Regions from separate parts of the Anas platyrhynchos genome. Here region 2 is linked to region 1. A link is a contact called in public Hi-C data. All regions are on one chromosome and are shown on one strand. The core of a region is the stretch at or near the end of the contact, and the rest is flanking DNA. Distances in the headings are between cores, read along the strand shown. Region 1 overlaps BBX (BBX high mobility group box domain containing). Region 2 overlaps CD47 (CD47 molecule).

What was found. A called contact is a pair of places that touch in the nucleus more often than the background predicts.
Region 2: a contact with region 1 is called in a Hi-C map of skeletal muscle, with 3 times the contacts expected there. The contact joins two enhancer-like sites. A contact is called at or near these places in 3 of 8 Hi-C or Micro-C datasets (F5 follicle, skeletal muscle and small yellow follicle).

What each region holds. Positions count from the first base shown.
Region 1 is chr1:92,180,258-92,185,010 of IASCAAS_PekinDuck_T2T, forward strand. BBX (BBX high mobility group box domain containing) reads left to right here. Exons shown (of 16, transcript XM_027449484.3): 13 at 3,316-3,405. Among named protein-coding and RNA genes, the nearest start is that of CD47, 70 kb to the right of the region's middle. Within about 2 kb of position 2,939, at least 5 of the 8 cell types and tissues checked have an H3K27ac peak or open chromatin away from gene starts, as enhancers often do. A contact at or near this core is called in F5 follicle, where this site is marked.
Region 2 is chr1:92,237,132-92,241,884 of IASCAAS_PekinDuck_T2T, forward strand. It overlaps CD47 (CD47 molecule), which reads right to left. Exons shown (of 12, transcript XR_011803744.1): 7 at 4,417-4,512; 8 at 2,763-2,855; 9 at 1,459-1,490. Among named protein-coding and RNA genes, the nearest start is that of CD47, 13 kb to the right of the region's middle. Within about 2 kb of position 2,535, at least 4 of the 8 cell types and tissues checked have an H3K27ac peak or open chromatin away from gene starts, as enhancers often do. A contact at or near this core is called in F5 follicle, where this site is marked.

The DNA.
Region 1 (4,753 bases), core at 1,689-4,188:
ACTCCTAGGATCCACTGCCTAACAGCAGGATTGGCTAGGTCTTTCTGCCATGGATATTCTCTGGACTGAATGTTGACAAGTGGTGTTTGTTTGAAATCTCTGAATATTTGACTGCTGTCCCCATGAAGCAGGTATAGCACAGCCAGCAGCTGTGTTAGCTCTTGCGTGAGCTGTTATGCCTGAACCATGCCCCTGGGACACCTGCTCTTGGAGAGTGAAAAAGGGTATTTGATCGTAGGAATGGCCCAGTGTTCGGCCTTTCCTGCTGGAATTAAGTATGTGTGCCCATGTCCTCTCAGGTCTGGTCTATATTTTGCCTCCTCTTTTAATTTGGTTGATTTTTATTGGAAGAAAAAGAAAAGCTCTGTTTTTCGTACCTGAATATGCCCTGCAAAGGCCCCACATTTGGCAGTTTATCTGTTCATGCCTTAATCTAAGGGAAGGGTTGGATGGGGACATTTCCAAAGAACCAAATAGTCTATTCGGTAATTGCTAGATAACTCGTATGTGTAAATATGAAAGTGATCATAATTTGGCTTTTTACAGAGGACATTGAGCATATCCATATCATCTAGCTGACTCCAAGTAGTTCAGGCAGGGAGTGCAAAGTGAGTTTTTCATGGAGTTAGAAGTCAGATTCTCAGGTCTAAGTATGTCACATTGACATACATAACTATTAACTCATTTTCTCTTTCACTGCATTCATGGCCAAAGGGCATAGGAAGTAACCATGAGCACTGTCTCACAAGAATAAAGGGTAAAAGGGTCAGGCATTGGAAATTTCCTTATAAAAAGGTGGCTTCTCTTTTCACTCCACTGCAGTCAATGTCTTTCCATTTGAGAACAGAATTTTACATGCAAGTAGCATGTGCTATGAACCATCTAGCATCTGCTATGTGGTGCAGATACAAGCTTATCTGAAGTGTTCTTTGATGGTAAAAGAGAAATTTAAGACATAGCTTTCCTTATCCATGCAACAACTGTCATCTTTTGGGGAGTTTTTAATCTCATTTATTCTGTTCAGTTGCTGGCACTCACTGATAGTCCGTGGAATAAAGCAGTTTGTAGGGTGCAAGCCGAGCTGTAGCAGTGGAGATTTCTGTAATACCATGTAAAATGTTGCTTATTCCAAGCACCTACAAACCACTTATTTGTTAAGTTGGAAAAAAAAAAAAAAAAAAGAAGAAGAGAGAGAGAGAAAACAGTAAAAATTATGTCCTGAATTATCTCTTGCATATCTCTTCCTCTGTGTCTGGTGGAACTGTTTTGGAAAGATTTGTCTCTGCTGATATGAATTAAACATTCGACCTTAGTCGTCAGAAAAGCCTAGGTACACTTTCCCTCAACCTGCTTGAGCTTTTTCATGACTTATTTTGCATTTTTCGTCTACTGGCACAATACTGCCTATCCAACTCTGTGATACTCAGGAACCTACTATAAAATCTGCAGAAAGACACTTGAATTAGTTTGAATGAATACGGCCTATTCTGTTGAACTTTACAGTATTTTCTCTACAAGTTCTATTAAAAAAACAAAATTAAAGCTGATGGTGTCTAGCCTGGATTGGTTTTTGTTTTTGTTTTTGCTTTGGTTTGTTGTTTGACATCTGGATTTTTTGTGATACTATTCACTTTTTCCCAAAATTTGATATCTTTAGTAGTTTGTTATTTTGTTTTGTTTTGTTTTGTTTTTTTAAAAAAAGGGCATCAGTGAACTACAAAGCCAAGTATACAAAATTTTAGGATTTTTCTGTCTGTTCCTGTCTGGGTTTTACTGTTCTCTGTGTATTATTCAAACAGAAGCTAGTTTCTATGAATGCTGTTCTCCTTGCCTGCACTACATGTTTTTCTCCTTCATTCCCCACATACAGAGCTGGGTAGTGATCGAAAACTGCAGATGCATGATGTGAACTCACCTTGATCACATTACTACACATTTACAGTTGTCTCAGTAGCCAGTGTGTGTCTGGCTTCTTGTAAGGATGAGGAGGAGCAGAGGAGGTCGGTGTGGTGGATGGCGTGCAGTTCCTGCTAGAGTGCAGCTGGGAAGGATGCCCTCTCGTTAGGCTGTGAGCTGTCCTGGCATCTGCAGCACATCTCCTTTCTGTTTGGGCAGGTCTGTTCGGAGCTAGCCTGAAGAGGTGCTCACCTGCTGTATCTTCGGAAATAAGATTTTGATGTGCAGCTTGTTTCTGAAAAGTAACTGCCTAAAAGTGGCTTTGCAGTGTAGAAATAATGTGTCTGTTATTTCTTTGCTGCTGTATCTCCATTAGTGAGTCAAAGGATGGTTCCTAATGGCTTCTGCTAGTGGCATGCTTTGTCTGCTGCCCTGTAAAATGCCTTCTGACCGTTACTAGCAAAGACTCCACTGTCAAAGTAGGAACGGTACCGTCAGCAGGGTACACCCTCACCTTACTCTCCTGGGAGCTTTTACTTATGCACTTACTATAAACTTATTTCTGGTCACCAAAAAGGCAAACCTAACTCCTGGTCCTGCGGGGGTTGACCATGCCTGGTAGGTACGGCCTCACCCAGTCACTCCCCTGACAGCGGGATGAGGGAGAGAACCAGAAAGGGTGAAAGTGAGGACAAAAACGTGTGTAGGTTGGGACAAAAGTGGTTTAATAAGTGACAGGATAAAAACAAGAAACAAGCGAAGCAAAATTACTCACTCACCACCAACAAACCCATGCCTAGCTAGGCCCTGAGCTGCGGCTGCTTTGGAAACCCATCCCCAGTTTTACTGCTGAGCGTGACACCGTATGGTATGAGATATCTCCTCGGCCTGCTGGGGCCAGCTGTCGTGGCCCTGTCCCCTGACACCTCTTGTGCCCCCCCAGTGGGGCACTCCTCGCCCTGGGGCACAGAGGGAGGAACAGAAGGCCTTGGCATTGTGCAAGCACTGCTCAGCAACCACTAATCACCAGTGCGTTATCGACACTGTTTGGGTCACCAGTTTCAAACACAGCACCATACAGGCTGCTGCGAAGAAAGCAGCCATCCCACTACACATCTGAAAGGGCGCATGTCTTTAAACAAACAAACAAAGCTCTTGTTTTATTGTATGGCTGAGCTTTCTGAAGGTCACCGTTCTGCAAAATGCTCCGGGACACTTTTGCATAGAGAGGTGGTGGGTTGGAGTACAGCCTGCTTAGATAGAGAGCCTCCAGAGAGCGCAGTGGGTGTTAGTTTTTGTGCTTCACCATGAAATGGCATCCTGCATTAGTGGAAGGGGAGGTTTATAGTACATGCTGTGACTGTTGTGCTCTTTCTAAAACTGCTGATTAAAAGTATGTATTATTAATGTTGTCTGTAGGTTCATTCCAGTCTCAGAAAAAGAACTTATTCCACAAAATTGTCAGCAAATATAAGCACAAAAAGGAGAAGCTTAATGTTCCGGACACAGGTACTGGTGCATTACTTAGTTAAGGTTTTGGTCCGCCTGCTCTCTGAATTCAGTCTCGGGTGATGCTTCTAGGCAGAGGCTACCTGACTCTCTAGCCTTTGACTGCTTTGGTCCCTTATTTCCCTGTCTGCTTTGACTCCATTAGCTCCTGGCTCCGGTTGGTCATACTGCCTTACTCGAGTACAATGCTGTTTCTCTGTTCCTTGGTATCTCCCTTGATTACAGTTTCTCTGCTCCAGACTCTGCAGCAGAGCTGACAAAGCAAGTGCAGTTCTGCAGTTGGCCCTGAACTTTATCTTCCACTGCTTGTAGCTCTCTAGTCCTTCGGTTGCTCTTATCTCCATCCCTTCCCTATTGGAGGCAGTACTGTTTACCCCTTGGTCATATTTTTGTTGCTTGCTCCTCTCCCTCTGATTTCCATCTGTCTGGAGCTCTGCAGACTGCAGCTGGTCAGAACATGAGAGCTGGTTTCTGCACTGGTTCTCAGGAGTACTCCTGCCATCCTTGAACCAACCCTCCCTCTGTAGAAACCTTAACCAGCTGCCCGTTTGCCTCTGATTGAAGATAACATCTACAGGATTTTCTTGTTTTAAGTTCTGCCTCAGATCTGCTCCGCCCTCTACGCTGCCGGTAGTGCTCTGACGTCTTTCTCTTGTTAGAGCACTCTGGTCCTGCATACCCATACACTCACAAGTCCCAGCGTTGTTTTCAAATGTACAGTATGTACAGGATTATAACTTAGCCTGGTTTCCTGGGCCTTTTTTTTTCCTCCTTTCCACCCCCTAGTCATCTTTTCCATGCTATCCAGATCATCCACAGTGGAGTTCTCTCCTACATCGTCCCTGAGATATAGCAGAGCCTCTCTGCTTGTTCTTACTTAAGTAGCTCCATGAATTTCTTCCTTTTAATCCCATCCATGTCTGTCTCTTTTTAAGATAATAAAATGACAATCTGTATCTCCAGTTCCCCCAGCTACCTTTATGCTCAATCCTTTTCCCTGAGGCTTGATCCATGTCATTTCTTCTCCTTTCCTGATGCTGTGTTTTGTATCCTCCGTGGTACACTTGCACTGTTTTTCCTCATAGCTTCTGTCAGCTGTGCTACATTCAACAAGGCAAATATTTATAAATTACATACTCTTTTTTGTTGGTTTTGTAAAACAAACGTGTTGCTAGAGTTGCTCATGAGAAGTAACTGTTGTGCTTCCACGCCAGAGTGAAGAAGACATCACACATTAGCATAGTTCTTACTGGGTGCCATTCAGAATCCTGTGTGCCCGAATTATTAATTGACCATGGAGAGAAATTAATATGAATAAATAAAAATTTAAAAACAGTGTTTAAACTCT
Region 2 (4,753 bases), core at 1,285-3,784, 56 kb after region 1:
CCCTCAGATACTCCACTAATTGCAAGAAACATGTTTTTAGTGGCTGAGCTTTCTAACGACCTAAATTCTATACAATTCTTTAGATTTTATTTCTGTCTCCAATTCAGGGTAACCTGAAGTTCTCTACTACATAATAATTTAGGGCCATTTCTTTATCTGTCAAATCTTTGTTGCAATGTGAAAGCCACCTCATGAAGAGAATTGCTTATAAAGTGAAAGGAGTTCCACAAAGGATGTTACTTAACATGGTGGTTTGTATATCTAAGCTCATTTACAGAAAAAAATAAAATAAAAAAGAACCACCTCCTGCTGCCCTTTTTGCTTCTTTTCTACAAGAAAACATGAGCATACAAGCAGGATTGCATTTTGAACAACATGGATCTGTAAAACACTTCTCAGCTCATTATTAATAGGGAGCTTTGTGAACTGCCCCTTTTTCTCTATTTTTTTCAAGCTCCATGTACTTATGTTCCCTCCCTAAGTAAGGAATCAATCCTCTGAAATACTATTCCTTACAACGGGAATGGAGAAAAAGCAAACAAGAAAAAAAGTGTGTTTTCAAGCTCTCCTGCCCCTCTGTTAGAAACTGGCCTTTTTCAACAGCTAGGTCTCAGGCTATCGGCTGAAAAGGAGACCTAGGAATGTGTCTCAAATGATGACTGGCATTCATGAAAATGGGATGACTTCATATTTGCTGTGCTCCCCTGCTACAACAAACTTCTACTGATATTTTATATTTGTGCCTTTTTACTTGCTTCTGCAAAATTCCAGAAATCAGACAGCTCACATTCATGGGACACCAGAAAGAACTGCTTAAGTCTAAGAAAAAATGCATGAAAAAGCTTCTTAAAGAAATAAAGTGCTTTTCCATTTCTTCTGTGTGCCTCAGAGACAGGCACTCTGCTTTCAGATGGTCTCGACAAATTAAAGGACATTACAGGAAGGTAAGAGGAAAATGTCAAGGCTACAGAATTTGCATAGTTAGGAATTCCAGAAAACATTAAAGGGTTCTGGTTCAGAAGGCCACAAAAAATCAACCCAATGCTAAGTCTTTGTTATAAGCCACCTATATAAAAAAAATAAAACAAACAAAAACAATATTCTGCACTCACCTTAATGAAAAAAACATTAACCAATGGTCTTAAAAAAATTAATGGCTAAGAGTGCATTTAAAGACACCAAAACTTCCGTTCACATCCACCACCTTTTTGTGACAGCCCTTTAAAAGCTCTATTTGAGCACAACACTTGGTAAGGGTGGCAATTACAGTACTATAGACGCACTCAATAGGGACAATGAAGACCACCAAGTCACTCAACATTAGACATCTGTTACACAGCCATAACTTTTGCTTGCTACCAACCTGGTCTGAATTCGAACTAGTGAAGAAAGGCTCAGTATCTCACTACAATCCCCTGAGCCATCTAGTCACCCCAAATTTATTAATTTTAAGCTTACCCTTGGAGTTTGATGATCTTTCATTCTGGAACCTAAAAACAATTACCAAAAAAAGCAAAAATGAACAAATGATCAGCCAAATAAGAACACCTACTAATAAAATTTGGAAAACAGTAGCAACACACAAAATTGCAGCTTCCTCTATCCAAACTTATTTAACATGATCTCCAAATTCTAAACGCCGCTAAGCACTCCTGTTTAGGAACTAAATGTGTGATCCAAAATATCCCACTCAAGGCATTCAGCTCTAATAAGTTACATTACACACTATTCTTTGTGCTTGTACAAGCTTCATAAGTAGCCTGACATCAACAAAAAATATGTTATTATTGTTAAAAGGCTCACTTCACCTCTGTCACATTTTGACTTATTGTAATCTCAGATATTGGGCCTTCTACCTTATTTTCTGCTTTAATGGAATTCCTCCCTGTCTCGGGGTCTGTTATTTCTGACCATCCCCACACACGGTGTGCACATACTGAAACTGCATAGTTCAGTGCAGACTATGGACTGAGCAGACTCAAGTCAGCTCAAGTCTGGAAGCAATATATCTTCAATTGTATGGTTCCACATCCAATTTAACAAGCTGTTTGAAGAGCCTTCATGCACAGCTTGAAGCAAATAAAGCTACCCTGCTCTCTTACACACAAGTTATAAAGTCCACATAGTGTTATGCTGTGGTGTGGCAGCTTAGAGATGTCTGTACCACATTCCATCCCACAGCATTGATGTGCTTTTTGCCGACCTAGCAGGCCTGACCAGACTTTACACCTTCAAGTCATTTTGAGATCTGGTGAACAGACCAGTTTCTGAAACAAAGCATTGCTATCCTTTGCTCCTGGCTTTTAAAATTAAGTATAAGAAAAAACAGGACTGATTAAAACAAGAGGTCCTCATTCAAATTGCTCTTATTTTAGCCTTCATCTAACCCACGGAAATCATTAGGCAGATTTTGCTTCTTCGAATTCGTATTCTGAGCATATTTACTATATGCACCATCCTGTAACTTACTCCACAGAGTCTTCGAAATCTGTTTGCTCTTTTAGTCCTAACCTTCAGCTTGGCAACTGCGTAAACTCAGATCTTAAAACAACAATATTTATCTTACAGATGAAACACTCTTACTTGGGAAACCCAGGGCTGTTTATTATAAGCTAAAACTTCTTTTTTTTTTTTTACTACAGATTCTCCACAGTCTATGAAACAAATGCCATTATATACAATTTCTCAGTAATTACTTTTAACTATGTAATTGTGAAATCTAAAATAAATAAAATCAATGCAGAATATTAGATGCTACTTACAACTAGTATACATATAAAGCAGAGCAAGCAGATCCTCAAAAGCCATAACAGCTAAGCCGGCAATTACAACAGAGAGAAGTTCTGAAGGACAGGCTGTTAAGAAACAAGATATTGTATCATACGACACAAGTAAAAACACAAACTTTTCAGATATAAATACTAAAATAAGTAAGCCTGATAAAACCAGAAGTGACTAATTTCTTTTGAGCCCCTCCCAAAGCTACTTTTACAACTTTTTTTTTTTGGCTCTATGGTCTTTAATGACACTAAGGCATTTATTAATTTATCCTGGTAACACTTCAGCTGTAGTATTCAACTGACATTCACTGTGATTAATTACATTATTTACATTTTATATTTAACTTTTATCTTTGACCCCATTTTTTTTTCCAACAATAGCATTAGATTACAAAATACAGTAGTGTTATTAATAGAACATGGTAAAAAAAAAAAAAAAAAAAAAAAAGGGGGTCTACATTTCCACACATGCCCCCCTCCATTTTTTCCCCTTTACAAGGAAGAAGAACATAAGAATAGCTCTGATTCAAGTACACTACAAATAACAGGAATGCTCTCAAGTTTACAGAGCAGAAATTGGCTATTACAAGCTACCTGGAGTCCATTCCAGAAACTCCCTTGTTCTCTGATCCTTGTAAACCACCCATTTTTCCAGGGCCTTGAAGTCATTGCAGCTCCCTGTGAGCTGACCGTAGGATAACCTACTGATACTTAAGGGTCCCAGACCTAAAATTCCAGAGATAGAGCTAACATCTACCTTCTATGAGCTGTAAAAAAAAATCCTCAATGAAAAGAGAGGGTGATTTTCTATTTGAGAACACAAACACATACTCCATTTTGGATCATGTTAGAAGGTAACACTTTACCAGAAATCTTGTGTATTTCACTATTACATACTACTTGACAACACTTATGTGCCCCTTACAAATCAGGGCTCTACTGAAAGGTCCATAATTTCACTCAAAGCAGAGAAACCTTCAGAAACCATTGCAAGGAGAAACACTTCCTTAAATCCCAAATCAAATAAATTAATAAAATGAAAATGTCTTTAAGAAGCAATAAATTGGACATCCAAATGCTTAGATGAACCGCAGTATGTATGCTACAACTAAATACGCTGCCAAGGATGGCTACTCCTAAGTTCACCCTTTTCTCTGTTACTACTTCCAGATATGCCTTCTTAAGCTGTTTCAGTGATATCCAACTCCCAGCAATTCAGTTGTCATTTGCATACAGACAGAGATTAACAAGGAATTTCTGATTTATTCATTGAACACTAGAAAACAATTATGTTTCTATTTGGGATTTATTTTGTACTTTAGGCCTTACTAAGAACACCAGTAACAAAGGTCAGCATTTGTTTGAGGTGACTACAGGGTGCAACCAACTGTTGCAAAAATGAAAACGATTTTAGAAGTTAATTTTTAAAGCAACAGCTCATAGAATGCAGCCATGATGGATACAGTAATACTTATTAAACTGCCTTTGGGCTATTCTTCTTTCGTCAGATAAAAGAGCATTAACACAGTACTCCTATTTACATGACTTAATCATTAACACTTAATGTACAGCTATTTTCACAACATCTTTGTGTTAAAAGGTAAAAAGACACTTTTACAGAAGGTATATTGCTTACCTGAGATGCACAGTGCAAAACCAACAAGAGCAACTACAAAACCAAAAGACTGAAGACCTATCAGAATATATCCTTTACGTGTTACATCAACGAGAACTGGAAAAGACAAAAAAATAAAATTGTCATTTTATAGTATCAACTACAGAAATATGAAAGGTAGATCATTCACACAAGGAACGTTCAGGTTCTCCTAAATTCCAAACTCAGCCAGCATAACAAAAATTACAAAAGTCACTCAGGGAACTATTTTGTGCATGCATAGCGAAAAATTATAAATAAACCTTAAGCAGAAGAAATAAAACATACATTCCGAGAGTTAGACATTCATCCCAGTCTC